Regions from separate parts of the Sus scrofa genome. Here regions 1 and 2 are each linked to region 3. A link is a contact called in public HiChIP or PLAC-seq data. All regions are on one chromosome and are shown on one strand. Each heading gives the region's core, a stretch centred on a gene start, on an enhancer-like site or on the middle of the called end of the contact. The rest is flanking DNA. Distances are from core to core; before and after follow the strand shown. Region 1 holds the start of ELOVL3 (ELOVL fatty acid elongase 3). Region 2 holds the start of NOLC1 (nucleolar and coiled-body phosphoprotein 1). Region 3 holds the start of NFKB2 (nuclear factor NF-kappa-B p100 subunit).

Region 1 (4,188 bases), core at 887-3,386, 180 kb after region 3:
CAGGGAGAGGGGTCTTTGTGGCAGAGAATCTGAAGAGGGGCTTGGGTAAGAGGTATTGTCGGGACCCAGGAGCAGGGAAGGGACTCTCCATGTGATGGGGGGTGGTGCTGAGGAGGGATGCAATTGACTGAACACTAGAGAGACAAAGCCTTGTCACTCACCAAGTTCAATGATCTTGCTGAGAACAAAGAGGCAGGACCAGAATTTGATTATGGGATTGTCAGTGGAGTTGGTGAAGCACACAGTTTGCTTTAGGCTCCCCCTAAGGAGCACGGCCACCATAAATCCCCATGTCCTCACTGCCCCGAGGATACTGAAATGGGATAGAGACAAAAGGTATAAGGATGCTCCCCAAGCACCAATCCACACTTCTTCTGCCTTGGCCTGGTCAGGTCACTGACCCAAGATCCACCACCTCCCCACCCTTCCAGAGGGGTGGGTCACAGCTTCTGAGATCCTGGGGCCAACCTGGTAGAGCCAACCAGTAATCTAGAAGAGATGGGAGCTGGGGAAGGGCCAGGGAATGCTGGAGGTTAAAAGTTGAGTTAAGGAATAGGGCTCATAGGATGGGTCTGGGAGGTAGGTGGCAGGATGGGAGAGATCCAGAAGTTTGGGGGAAGAAATATGGAAGGAGGGGCTGGGGAAGTTACTGGAAGGTCTTGGGAGAGGGTGTTAGATGCAGAGAGTATTAGAGACTGGGGAAATTGTTGGAAGTATCAGACTCCAGGTGCACAAGAGGACCCATGAGAGAGAGTAGAGACTGCTGGTTTGCGGGCTGAAGAAGAAAGAAATCAGGGCAATATGAAAAGGATGGATCCTAGGAAGAGGAGACAGAGCTGAGAGAATGGGGTGGGGAGAGAGTTAGGGGAGCAACTTGGGGAGCTGATGCAATTGAGGTTTCTAGAAAGCTTTTAGGGATAGAAGGAGGGTCTACAAGAGTGGGGGGGGGAAGGGTCTTACCTGAAGACCGTAAGGCAGAAGGACCAAAGGATGAGAGGCCCTTGCAGGTTGAAGCCCTTCCGTGACTTCATGTACTTCTGCCCCACAAAGATGAGCAGCAGGTAGACCAGAACTATGGGGAATGAGGTTGCCCTGGCAGTCAGAAGGCAGAGGGGATGGGCTTATGGGTGGGTGCTGGTTAATGGAATGCCTATTCATCTCTCCAGATGAGTGCTCTGGGTTGGAATCCCAGCTCTGCCACTTACTAGCTGTGTGACATTGGAAAAACGACTTAGTTTTCCGAGCATCGGTTTCCTTATTTGTAAGGGGGAAATAACACTCCTTTCCTGGTGGTGTTAATGTATGTAAATAAAGTACCCAACACAGGGCAGGGGCTCTGTCCAAAGTTTCTGTGATCACTGCTCTCTCAGTGAGGTTGGAAGTGGGTGGCCGCTGCTGGCCCATGCCTAGAAGCAACTCAAGGCTCTGATATAAGAAGCATGTAGCCTGCTTGAGTCACAGCAAATTGACTGGAGCACAAAGTCAGCCCACACACCTCGAGGAGCCCTAGGTCAGAGCCCAAGTCAATCTTGGAAGAGCACCCTGACTTTGCCTCCTTCTCCAAAGCAGGAAGGCTGGAGCATTTGAGGAATAACGTGAGTCCTGTGAAGGGCAGGCTGTCCCTGGGCACCAGCACTATGCACGCGGCCTCGCACACAGAGCCACAAAGGATGGAGGAGAGTCCTTCATAAGGGGGCTGGGAGTAGGAGTTCAGATCAACTCCATTCCTCAGAGACCAGTTCTCACTACACTCTTTCCCCTTGGCTTCCCGTCTTCTCCCACACTGCTCACCCCATCCTCCTATCCTGCCTTTCTTTCTTCTAGATCTTACCTCTCTGAGCTGCCACACTCACTATCTGCACCTTGAACAACGGAGACATGAAGTCAATACTGGGGAGTCCAATACCTTTGCTCTTTGGCAAAATCACCACGGACGTTCTGTGTCTCGCACCGCCCCCCTCCAACCTCCCTCCCCCAAAGAGCAGTCATCAGGGTCGGGCCCCTGACTTGGCCCTTCCCCTTCCTTAGGTCTCACCAGTACTCCTCCAAAAAGGGCCTCATGTCCTGGAACAGCTCGAAGTTGTAGGGCTGGAATATCTGCTCTATTTCGTTTGAGACATTCATGGCTGTGACCATTTCGTTTTGCAGATGCTGAGATCGGGAGCTTGGGGAGCTAGACGAGAGTTAAGGGACGGAGAATGGAGCGAACCTTGGGGCAGGACTGACCAAACCCAGAATCCGAGGAACTCCGCGGCAAGCCGAAGAGAGTCAGACACCGGGACGTGCGCTGCAGTCCAGCTGGCCGGACTGGCGCCGCCGCCGCCGCCACTGCGATACGTAACGTGGAATTGCAAGGCTGCGCGCCTCAGCAGGGCGCAGCCCCCTCCCAGCGCCGGGCAGTTCTCCAATCTCGACCAAACACGCCCCTGTCTCGCCCCCGGGCCGAAGCCCGCTCTCTGATTGGTCATTCTCAAGGGCGCCTCCCCCCGCCCCTCGCACTAGAACAGCCCTTGTTGGCCAAGCCCACTTCCCCCTCTGGAGCCCAACACCTCCACCTCCACCTGCTTGGCTGAGCCCTTGTGGCCTTGCCAATTACCCGGGCAGGTCAGGCTTCTCCTGACGCTGTCATAGCTGACCTTTGCCGCAGTTTGCTTTATTCCTGGCCCACCTGGCAGTGAGGAGAGAACGGAGGTGTCCTCAGCCTCTGGTGTCCCCATCCAGAGATAGAGGTGTCAGTTTCCCATCTCTCCAAGACCCGAGACTTGAGACCCTGGATAAAACCAGGATAAGGATGGGTCAGGCTGGGGAAGGGGCAGCAAAGGACGCCTCATCTGCCTCCTTCGAGTTCCCATCTGCCTGCTTCAAGTCTGTGGTTGTGGGCGGGAGGGAGATGAATTGGAATGAGTTTTATTGTCGAGGTAGTTGATGTTGATGTTTGGAGAGATAGTTGTTGAGGCTGTTGTGGTTTCTTTACAGTTTCCTGAATTCCTGAACGGTTCCAGCCTGACACTCAGTACTAACCCTGGGGAGGAAATGAGGTCACCCTCTGGGCATTTAGGATGATTGTCTTCAGGTTCCCTGGAGATCTCCTGGGGTTTATAGAAGAGGTGGTGCAATGCATCTCCCAGTGGCCTGCAGTTCTCTCCTAGTCTGTGCTTAGCTAAGCAAATTTACTTTTTTCATGCCTGTGTACCCCAGTCCCCCCAAAATAAATTATTTTACAACTTTTAAGTCCTTCCTTGCCTGTCCCTTATTTCTCTCCTAGGCTTTATGAAAATGAGGGAGAAAGAGAAGGTTTGAAGGCAGTCTGAGAGAAGATGGAGATTTGCAAAACAAATCTAAGGAAAATAAATATAAAATATTTAGATTCAAGATGTGGGAGTTCCTGTTGTGGCTAAACAGGTTAAGAACCAGACATAATATCCAAGAGGATGTGGGTTCAATCCCTGGCCTCGCTCAGTGGGTTAAGGATCCAACATTGCTGCAAGCTGTGGCATAGGCAGCAGATGCTGCTTGGATCCTGCATTGCTGTGGCTGTGGTGTAGACTGGTAGCTACAGCTCTGATTTGACCCCTGGCCTGGAAACTTCCATATGCCTCAGGTTTGGCCCTGAAAAGATTAAAAAAAAGAGAGAGAGAGAGGAAGAAAGGAAGGAAGGAAGGAAAAAGAAAAAAACTAAAATAAAATAAAATCAAGATGTGACTATAAATGGCTATATGCAGTAAAGTCCACAGGCTCTGGAGCCAGCAGACTGAGGTAGGAATTCCAGCTCCACTTCCTTGAACCTCCAGCCACTGTCCAGGGAAGAGTGGAGTGGGAAGTGCTGCCTGTGCTCTCTAAATGACTCTCGAGTGCATCCCTTTGTCTCTGCACCTCATCACCTCTTACCTGGTTACTACAGCTACTACCTTAGTCCTGTTAACTCTTTGCACCATCTCCTTCTGTAATACAGAGTTTTCTATTGCATTAGAATTAGAAAAGAAAATCTAATCCTGGCTGATTGTAACATTTCTGAGCTCCAGTTCCAGAGATTCTGACGGAGAACGTGGCCCCAGATCATATTTCGAAACCCACCACTTTCTTTCCTCTCATACAGAAGAGGGTCCTAAAACCTAAATTGGATCATGCTGCTTTCCTGCTTACAACCCTTCAGTGGCTCTCAATTGCTTTACCTGTAGCCTGACCCTC
Region 2 (3,778 bases), core at 342-2,841, 250 kb after region 3:
GATTCAATCCCTAGCCTGGGAACCTCCATATGCCATGGGCGTGGCCCTAAAAAGCAAAAAAAGTAAAAAAAGTAAAATAAAAAAAGATTTTTGATTCTGAAAGGCCCAATTTCATCCAGCCTACTGCGGAAAGGCTCGATCTACCACAAAGAACAAGTCCATCCTCCTAGTCAAAGACCAAGACCACCAAGATTACCATTCCACTCTACCCTCTCTCAAGGTGTTTTTGCATGTAGTCATGCCAGCTTTCCTTGAGATGTAGATTACAAACCTTTCACATTCCTGGTCATCACCCTTTACCTGTACTTGGAACATCCTAAGTTACCGTAACTAAGATAAGAGCATTCATTCACTGATGCTTCCTGAGCACAAAGCACTGGTATTGCCACTTAGTATATATCTTGCTACTGAAAATCACAAAACTCCTACAAAGCAACGAAAACTTTTTTTTTGGTTGCGGCCACTGCATGTAGAAGTTCCCTGGCCAGGGATCAAACCCTCACCACAGCAGGAACCCAAGTAGCTGCAGAGACAGTGTCGGATCCTTAACATGCCGCACCAAGAGAACTCCAAAAATCCTATTAAGTGCATGATGACATCGCCACAGAAGTCAGATTCAGAGAGGCTAGGCAAGCTGCCCGGGATCATACATTTTTTTAAGCAGAGGCTGTTCCCAAACTTAGACTTGTCTGATGCCAGAAGTTAAGAGTCAAGCTCACAGCTATGCCTCGAAGAGCTATGATGCTCAAGCCTACCTCAGTATAACTAGAAGCAGAACCCTGCCTGCCTCTACTCTCGTTCCCTTTCTTACTAAGGAAAATCCCAGCCTTCATTATTTCTAAAGCAATTTCATTTGTGTTTCAAATTTGAGAGTTAAGGTCCAAGTCACGCTTGGCATCAGCTAAGATAAAGCACAAAGAAGGAACCAGGAGCCTCCAATGCCTCTGGTGGGACACAGCGCTCCCTTCTCGCAACATTGTCAGCCACGTGACCTAGGCCACGCGGGTCCCACGCTGCTGCTGCCGCCGCCGCCGCCTCACCTCTCACCAAAAAAAGCAACAAGGCTTGTCGCTGAGTAGTAAGACTTCGTGGAAGAGATGCCGGCATTCCAGGGTTTCTCTGGACACTGCCGAGAGCTCGGCACAAAGGCCCAAAACACTGGGCTGGAGGACCCCACAGACCTCCTTACCTGCAAACCTAAGCATGTCAGGGCCCAGAGCCCTGTGGTCATCCCCCCTTATGTCCCAAACCCGGAACTCACAACGCCTGTTGCCTTGGCGAACTTATTGGCCACGTCCGAGAGCTGGTTATCACGCAGAAAGCCGAGCACGAGAGGATACAGGTCGCTAGGAACCACGCGGCGCAAGCCGGCGTCCGCCATCCTCCGGACAATACGCGTCACTACCGTCGCGGACGCACACGACTCAGGAACCCGGAACAGGAGGGGCTGAGACGGGCCAGTGTGATGCCTCCGCGCTGCGCGGGACACAGCGGAAGGGGCGGGCACACGCCGCAGGGCCTTCCCGCTCCCGCCTTGGAGGCTGGGTAAAGGCGAAATCTATGAACTCTTTCCGGTCCCACGAGTGTCGCCATCTTGGTTAGGGCGGAGCCCGCCCTTCGGCTACTTTGTGGAGGCGGAGCCCTGACGTCAAGGGGTCACGCCCTAGAGATGTGGCGGGAAAACTCCGGAGTTCTCGCGCCCAGCCTTTCTAAGCCTTTCAGCCGCAGCCACATTTCCTGGGGTGGTGGTTACCTGCGCCCCTGACTTGTGGATGCCAGGGTAAGGAGTGGGCTGGGGAGACCGAGCTGACTTTGAACTCCCTTTAGCTTGGTCACATGACTTCCCATACTGCTTCTATCGGTGCTGCCAGTGGATTCCCACCCTTCATCTTCACTGTCTCCGACACCCTGGGAGGCCCTTTCTCAGGGTATCACACCAACCTCTGCACTCCCATCTCCATTACAGGATTCTTCAGATTATCCGTTGTAGTGATGAGGTGCTGATCTTCAAAACTGCCCCTTCCAAAATTACGACTTGCCCTTGAGACAGCCTTTCTTCTTTTACTTATACAGCCTTAAGTCAGTTCCATGAAGGGAAAAGCGGTTTTGCACCAAATCTGAGTGACAGCAGCAATCTCTTCAAATCTAGAACCCTGAAAATGACCCTTCCACTTTCACACCCGGTACTCTCCCTGGGGGAAAACTAGAAAACCCTTCAACTGGAGTTCCCTCAAGGCTCAGCAGGTTAAGGATTCCTTGTCACTAGTGTGGCTCTGTGACTGCTGTGGCAAGAGTTGAAGCCCTAGCCTGATAAGTCCTGCATGCCTTGGGCACAGGCAAAACCAAAAACAAAACAAGGAGTTCCTGCTGTGGCACAGGGGGTTTAAGGATCTGAGTTAGGATCTGGTGTTGCCACAGCTGTAGCATAGGTTACAGCTGCAGCTTGGATTCAATCTCTGACCAGAGAACTTCCATATTCCATGGGTGTGGCCATTAAAATAAAAACAAAAAAACGCAATCCCTGTCATGAGTACTCAAATATCAATCAGTGCCCAGGCCTGCCAAATAAATTCTATCACGTTTCAGTTCACATTAGACAGCAATCCTTTCAGTCCTATCCACTACCTCTCGATTACTTCCCATTCACGCCCTTCAGGAAAGTAAGGCTCCACTTTCTAAAGGGACACACCTTTCCTTTGCCTTCATCAAAACAGGCACTCCCCTGTCCTTGGTATAATTCCTCTTCCCCAAAGATCTATCTTCCCGCATGCATTCTTTAAACACCTGAGCACTTGCTGAACACCAAGCATTGTGTGTGGCTCAAGCTAATAAGGTCTGTGTACACACAAGCTTCGGTTTAGAAAACCTTTATTTGGAATATGTGTGGGGGTACTTTGATATTAAAATTACTTCCTGGACCAGTAGCACCAGCATACTCTTGATGGAAATGCAGAGATCAGACCCCCTACCCCATAAGTCAGAATCTGCATTTTTTTTGTTGTTGTTTTGGGGGCCACACCAGCAGCCCCTGGAAGTTCCTGGGTCAGGGATTGAACCCATGCAACAGCAGCAACCTGAGCCACTGCAGTGACAATGCCAGATCCTTAACCCACTGAACCACCAGTAAACTCCCAGAACCTGCCTTTTAAAAAGCTCTCCAGATGATTCAAATGCCCTTTTAGTTTGAGAAGCACTGCCCTAGATGACTGATTTTACCAACAACACCCTTGAGCAGTTTGAAGTCTAATAGGATTTTTGCATCTGACCAAAGAGGGATCCTAGGAACTAGAGAGGCAAGCATGTCTCTTTTATGTTCAGAGAAGAAAAGTGATTGTCTGGCAGTACGAGCACCGTAAAAAGAAGCACAACAGCACCTGGGAGTTCTCTCTAGTTCATGTTTATTAGTCTGCATAGTGACTTATTAGATTTTCTCAACACTGGGAGAACCCCTCGGCCCCATCCATCTTACATAGGAATGCAAGTTGACGTGTTTCAATGCCTGTTATAAAAAACAAATACCCTTTAAAAAATCTGATTTAACACATTTTTATTTCACTTTTTTCCATTTCTTTATAAAACAGTCATCTCACTAGCAGCTCTCTCCCCTAGACTAGGGGAGGGGGATGGAGGAGGTTGGGCACCTCCAAAGAAAAGGGAGTTGGGGAGAAGGGCCCAGGGTTACCTCCTGAGGTTCTTCTGGGCCTGTTTCAACAATGTGTCAAAGTCAAGAGAATCAAATTTGCTCTTTACAGGAGCAGGGTCAAAGTCTTCCCGGTTG
Region 3 (4,397 bases), core at 295-2,794:
CAGGCAGACAAGCAGACAGGCACAGGGGGCAACCGGCCGGCTTTGGGGCCAGGCAAAGTGACTCACTGGGTCGTAGCAACTGTCCATGTCTCTGGGCTAGGCCCAGCTCTGTCCGGTGGCTCCGGCCGGCCGGGTGCTGTTTCCCCGGAGTTTCAGGCGCCCGCCTTAGGTGGGGAGGAGTGGAGGGGTTGGGAGAGAAAGATCAGGACGGGAGTTGGGGGGAAAGGGGGGGCCTGGATTTAGGGGAGGGTCTGATCTCCAGCCACCCGTCCGGGTGTGGCGGGCAAGATCCGGTGGAGGGCAAGATCCGGAGCTGGGCTGGGCCGGGGAAGGGCAGGAAAGTTAGAACAGCTTAGGAAAGTCCCGAAAATACCAGGGGGAGGCGGGGCCGGAGGGGGCGGGCCTGGAAATGACGCACTGGCCACGCCCCCGAGACGGGAGGGGCTCAAGGTCTCAGTTGGCTTGCTAGCGCCCGCAGCGTCTCCGCGAAGTCGAGGGGCTACCAGATGCTGGGAAGGTCCCGCGGGGCTGGGCACCCCTTCCTCCTCCCTCCAGGGCAGGCGCCGGGGACGGGAGGGTCTTTCAAAGCTGGGGGAGGCTCCTAGTACGGGGTCAGGTCCGCCTCCTTCCCTCCCCCGTCCTGGAGCAACCTTGGGATTTTCTACCCCGAGTGAGGCCACGGCTGAATCACCCTGGGGGCTTTTGGGGGGACATTCCTGCAGTAGGAAGGCCTACTCCCCGAAGGCCTGTAGGTGGGGGCTCTTCCCAGTGAGGGGCCCCGGGGCTCTGCCCGGATAACTGGTCTCTGGGGCCCTGGGGCGGGGGAAGGAAAGGGTCTCCTTGGGATGGGCTCCCCTGTTACCCCTCCCGAAAACATCTCAACAGCCGTTAATTCCCACACTGCACCTACTCTGGCTGCCTACGCCCTACGCCCCAGTCCCAAAGCCGTGTGTAATACATGTATGCATCTGCATCATAGGTGTACAAGTGTGTTTCGGCCCATGTGCTTGCGTGTTGTGTGTTCATGGCTTGAACATGCGTATACAGGTGAGTGTCCTTAAACTTCTCAGTGCGGAAACATCTGAGCATGTATGTAAGAGCACAGGTGAACACATCTTCGAGTTTGTGCGTGAAGGGTATGGGTCCAGGCACCTGTGCACGGTGTGCGTGTTTTGCGGGTCCTTGTGTGAGCGAGTCTGCATGGATAGTGCTGTGCACACGCCGGCATATGTGAAGGTGTAACAAACGGCCCGCCTGTCTTTATACAAGGACATCAGTGTGTATGCGTGTATCTTGATCGTGTGCGTGCTCTCTGTGAGTGTGCAGACGCCTCTCTTCAGCCCTTGGGCTCGGTCAGCTAAGGGTCCTCCTCCCGCCCTTCCCCGTGTCCTGCCACCCAGGGGTCTGAACCCGGCCACTCACCGCTGCGGCGGCTCAGGTTCCGGATTCTCTCCCGGCCCGACCCACCCCGGACGGGTCGCGACACCTTTCCAGCTACCAGGACTCCAGCCGGGAAAGCCCCTTTTCCGCCCCAGGAGGGGGGAATTCCCGTGACGTTTCCGTGCGTCACTCCCCATGCCGTTTTTCATTGGCTGAAAGTTTAACTCCGGACTCGAGTAACCAATCGCAAGTGACTCAGGCGCGCCCCTTAGAGGGGAAATATTTGCTCAGCGCGCGAAGCGAGAGTGAGGATGGCCCTCAATCAGGTGTGAGTTTTGTCCTAGGGACCAGCCTGCTGCGGGATCCGCTGACCCAGCGCCATTCCCCAGCCGAGGACCGCGGCTCCGGTCTCCTCTCTTACCCTGGCCTGTCCCAGCCGGCTGGCAGCCCCTGCTGCTACTCAGCTTATGTTGCATCTAATGCTTGGCCACCTCAGAAGCCGGGGAATCCCAAGGGGAAGCTGGAGGGACCCAGCCCTCTGGTCCCTCGCTTCGAGCGGGGGCCCCGCTGCCGGGAAGAGTTAGGGGAAGAGGAAGGAAGTTGATTTGCAGTTGGTGCCAGAGCGCCATCTGGTGGCCGCTCTGGAGCCTCGAGGAGACTCCGTAATCTCAGTCTTCCCTGGAAGAGGCAATCTGGACCTAAAACTTGTTCTATAAAGTTTTTTGTTTTTTGTTTTTTTTTTTTTTGCGGGGTGGGGGGCAAACTTTCAGACCTGATCAGGAGCTCCGCGTTGGGTAAGAGAAACGAGGTGTTTATCTGGGAGACTCAGGCCTTGTTCATCATTCACAGAGATTTGGAATATCAGAATAGAAAAGCCATCCAAAATTAGTTCAAACTTCGCCAGAGTAGAAAATTATCTTTTGTACTGTTTGCAGTGTCTGCTACTCCCTCCTCGTCCATCTTACTGCTTCCTCCCTCCCCCTTGATAACCACAGGTCTGATCTCTATGTCTGTGAGTCTGTTTTTGTTTTGTAGATATTTGCCATATTTTAGATTCCACGTAATTGATGTCATATGGTATTTGTCTTTCTCTTTCTGACTTACTTCACTTAGTATAAGAATTTCTAGTTGCATCCATGTTGCTGCAAATGGTATTATTTCGTTCTCTTTTATGGCTGAGTAGTATTTCATTGTATATATGCACCACATCTTAATCCATCCATGTCGATGGACACTTTGGTTGTTTCCACGTCTTGGCTATTGTGAATAGTACTGCAATGAACCTAGGGGTGCATGTATCTTTTATTTTTTTATATGCATGTATCTTTTTGAATGAAAACTTTGTCTGGATATATGTCCAGGAGTGGGATTGCTGGATCATATGGGAGTTCTGTATTTAGTTTTCTGAGGAACCTCCATACTGTTTTCCATAGTGGTTGTAACAATTTATATTCCTACCAAAGGTGTAGGAGGGTTCCCTTTTCTCCACATCACCTCCAGCATTTACTATTTGTAGACTTATTAATGATGGCCATTCTGACCGGTGTGAGGTGGTACCTCATTGTAGTTTTGATTTACATTTCTCTAATAATTAGCAATGTTGAGCATCTTTTCACATGCCTATTGAAAGACATCCATATGGCTTCTTTGGAGAAATGTCTGTTTAGGTCTTCTGCCCATTTTTCGATTGAGTTTGTTTTGTTTTGTTTTTTGTTATTGAATTGTATGAGCTGTTTGTATATTTTGAAAATTAAGCCATTGTCAATCACATCATTTGCAAATATTTTCTCCCATTCTATGGGTTGTTTTTTCATTTTGTTTATGGTTTCCTTTGCTGTGCAAAAGTTTGTAAGTTTGGTAAGGTCCTATTTCTTTATTTCTGCTTTTATTTCTACTGCCTGGGGATACTGACCTAAGAAAACATTGGTATGGTTTATGTCAGAGAATGTTGTACCTGTGGTCTCTTCTAGGTGTTTTGTGGTGACATGTCTTATGTTTAAGTCTTTTGTTTTTTCTTTTCTAGGGCCACACCTATGGCATATGGAGGTTCCCAGGCTAGGGGTGAAATCGGAGCTGTAGCCGCTGGCCTATGCCACAGCCACAGCAATGCTGGATCTAAGCCACATCTTCGACCTACACCACAGCTCACAGAAATGCCAGATCCTTAACCCACTGAGCAAGGCCAGGGATTGAACCTGTGTCCTCATGGATGCTAGACAGATTCATTTCCTCTGAGCCACGATGGGAACTCCTTATATTTATGTCTTCTTTTTTTTTTTTTTTTGGTTGTACCTGTGGTATCTGAAAGTTCCTGGGCGAAGGATTGAATCCACACCACAGCAGTGACCTGAGACACAAGGGAATTTCTTTAAGCCATTTTGAGTTTATTTTTGTGCATGGTATGAGGGTGTGTTCTAGTTTCATTGATTTACATGCAGCTGTACAACTTTCCCAGCACCACTTGCTGAAGAGACTGTCTTTTCCCCATTGTAAAGTCTTGCCTCCTTTGTCGAAGATTCATTGACCATTGGTGTCTGGGTTTATTTCTGGGCTCTATATTCCATTCTCTTGATCCATATGTCTGTCTTTGTACCAGTTCCACACTGTGTTGATTACTGTAGCTTTATTGTATTGTCTGAAGTCTGAAGGTTATGCCTCCTGTTTTGTTCTTTTTCTTCAGGGTAACTTTGACAATTCTGGGCCTTTTATGGTTCCACATAAATTTTAGGATTTTTTCATTCTATTTTTGTGAAAAATGTCATGGGTAATTTGATGGGGGTAGCATTAACTCCGTAGATTGCCTTGGGTTGTATGGCCATTTAACAATATTAATTCTTCCAATCCAAGAGCATGGGATATCTTTCCATTTCTTTGAATCATCTTCAATATACCTTATTAAACGTTTTGTACTCTCAGCATGTTAAGTCTTTCAACTCCTTGGTGAAGTTTATTCCTAAGTATTTTTTAAAATTTAAATTTAAATTAAATTTAATTTTTTTGGCCATGCCTACAGCATG

The links. HiChIP or PLAC-seq counts read pairs in DNA pulled down with a chosen protein or histone mark.
Region 1: an H3K27ac HiChIP or PLAC-seq map of skeletal muscle shows a contact between it and region 3, with 8 times the contacts expected there. The contact joins the promoter of ELOVL3 here to the promoter of NFKB2 in region 3. A contact is called at or near these places in 13 of 47 Hi-C or Micro-C datasets (embryonic fibroblasts, fetal heart ventricle, fetal liver and 7 more) and 2 of 2 datasets of contacts at active chromatin or transcription factors (alveolar macrophages and skeletal muscle).
Region 2: an H3K27ac HiChIP or PLAC-seq map of alveolar macrophages shows a contact between it and region 3. The contact joins the promoter of NOLC1 here to the promoter of NFKB2 in region 3. A contact is called at or near these places in 1 of 5 promoter capture datasets (fetal liver), 1 of 47 Hi-C or Micro-C datasets (fetal liver) and 2 of 2 datasets of contacts at active chromatin or transcription factors (alveolar macrophages and skeletal muscle).

What each region holds. Positions count from the first base shown.
Region 1 is chr14:113,224,806-113,228,993 of Sscrofa11.1, reverse strand. It overlaps ELOVL3 (ELOVL fatty acid elongase 3), which reads right to left and starts at 2,136. Exons shown (of 4, transcript NM_001167634.1): 1 at 2,036-2,136; 2 at 961-1,092; 3 at 162-313. The coding sequence starts at 2,136.
Region 2 is chr14:113,152,432-113,156,209 of Sscrofa11.1, reverse strand. NOLC1 (nucleolar and coiled-body phosphoprotein 1) reads right to left here and starts at 1,591. Exons shown (of 13, transcript XM_005671408.3): 1 at 1,262-1,591. The coding sequence starts at 1,381. PPRC1 (peroxisome proliferator-activated receptor gamma coactivator-related protein 1) reads right to left here. Exons shown (of 16, transcript XM_021072738.1): 15 at 3,683-3,778; 16 at 3,382-3,499. The coding sequence ends at 3,493.
Region 3 is chr14:113,403,559-113,407,955 of Sscrofa11.1, reverse strand. NFKB2 (nuclear factor NF-kappa-B p100 subunit) reads right to left here and starts at 1,544. Exons shown (of 23, transcript XM_021072746.1): 1 at 1,423-1,544; 2 at 67-164. The coding sequence starts at 87. LOC106506113 (a long non-coding RNA gene) reads left to right here and starts at 525. Exons shown (of 3, transcript XR_001301171.2): 1 at 525-1,047.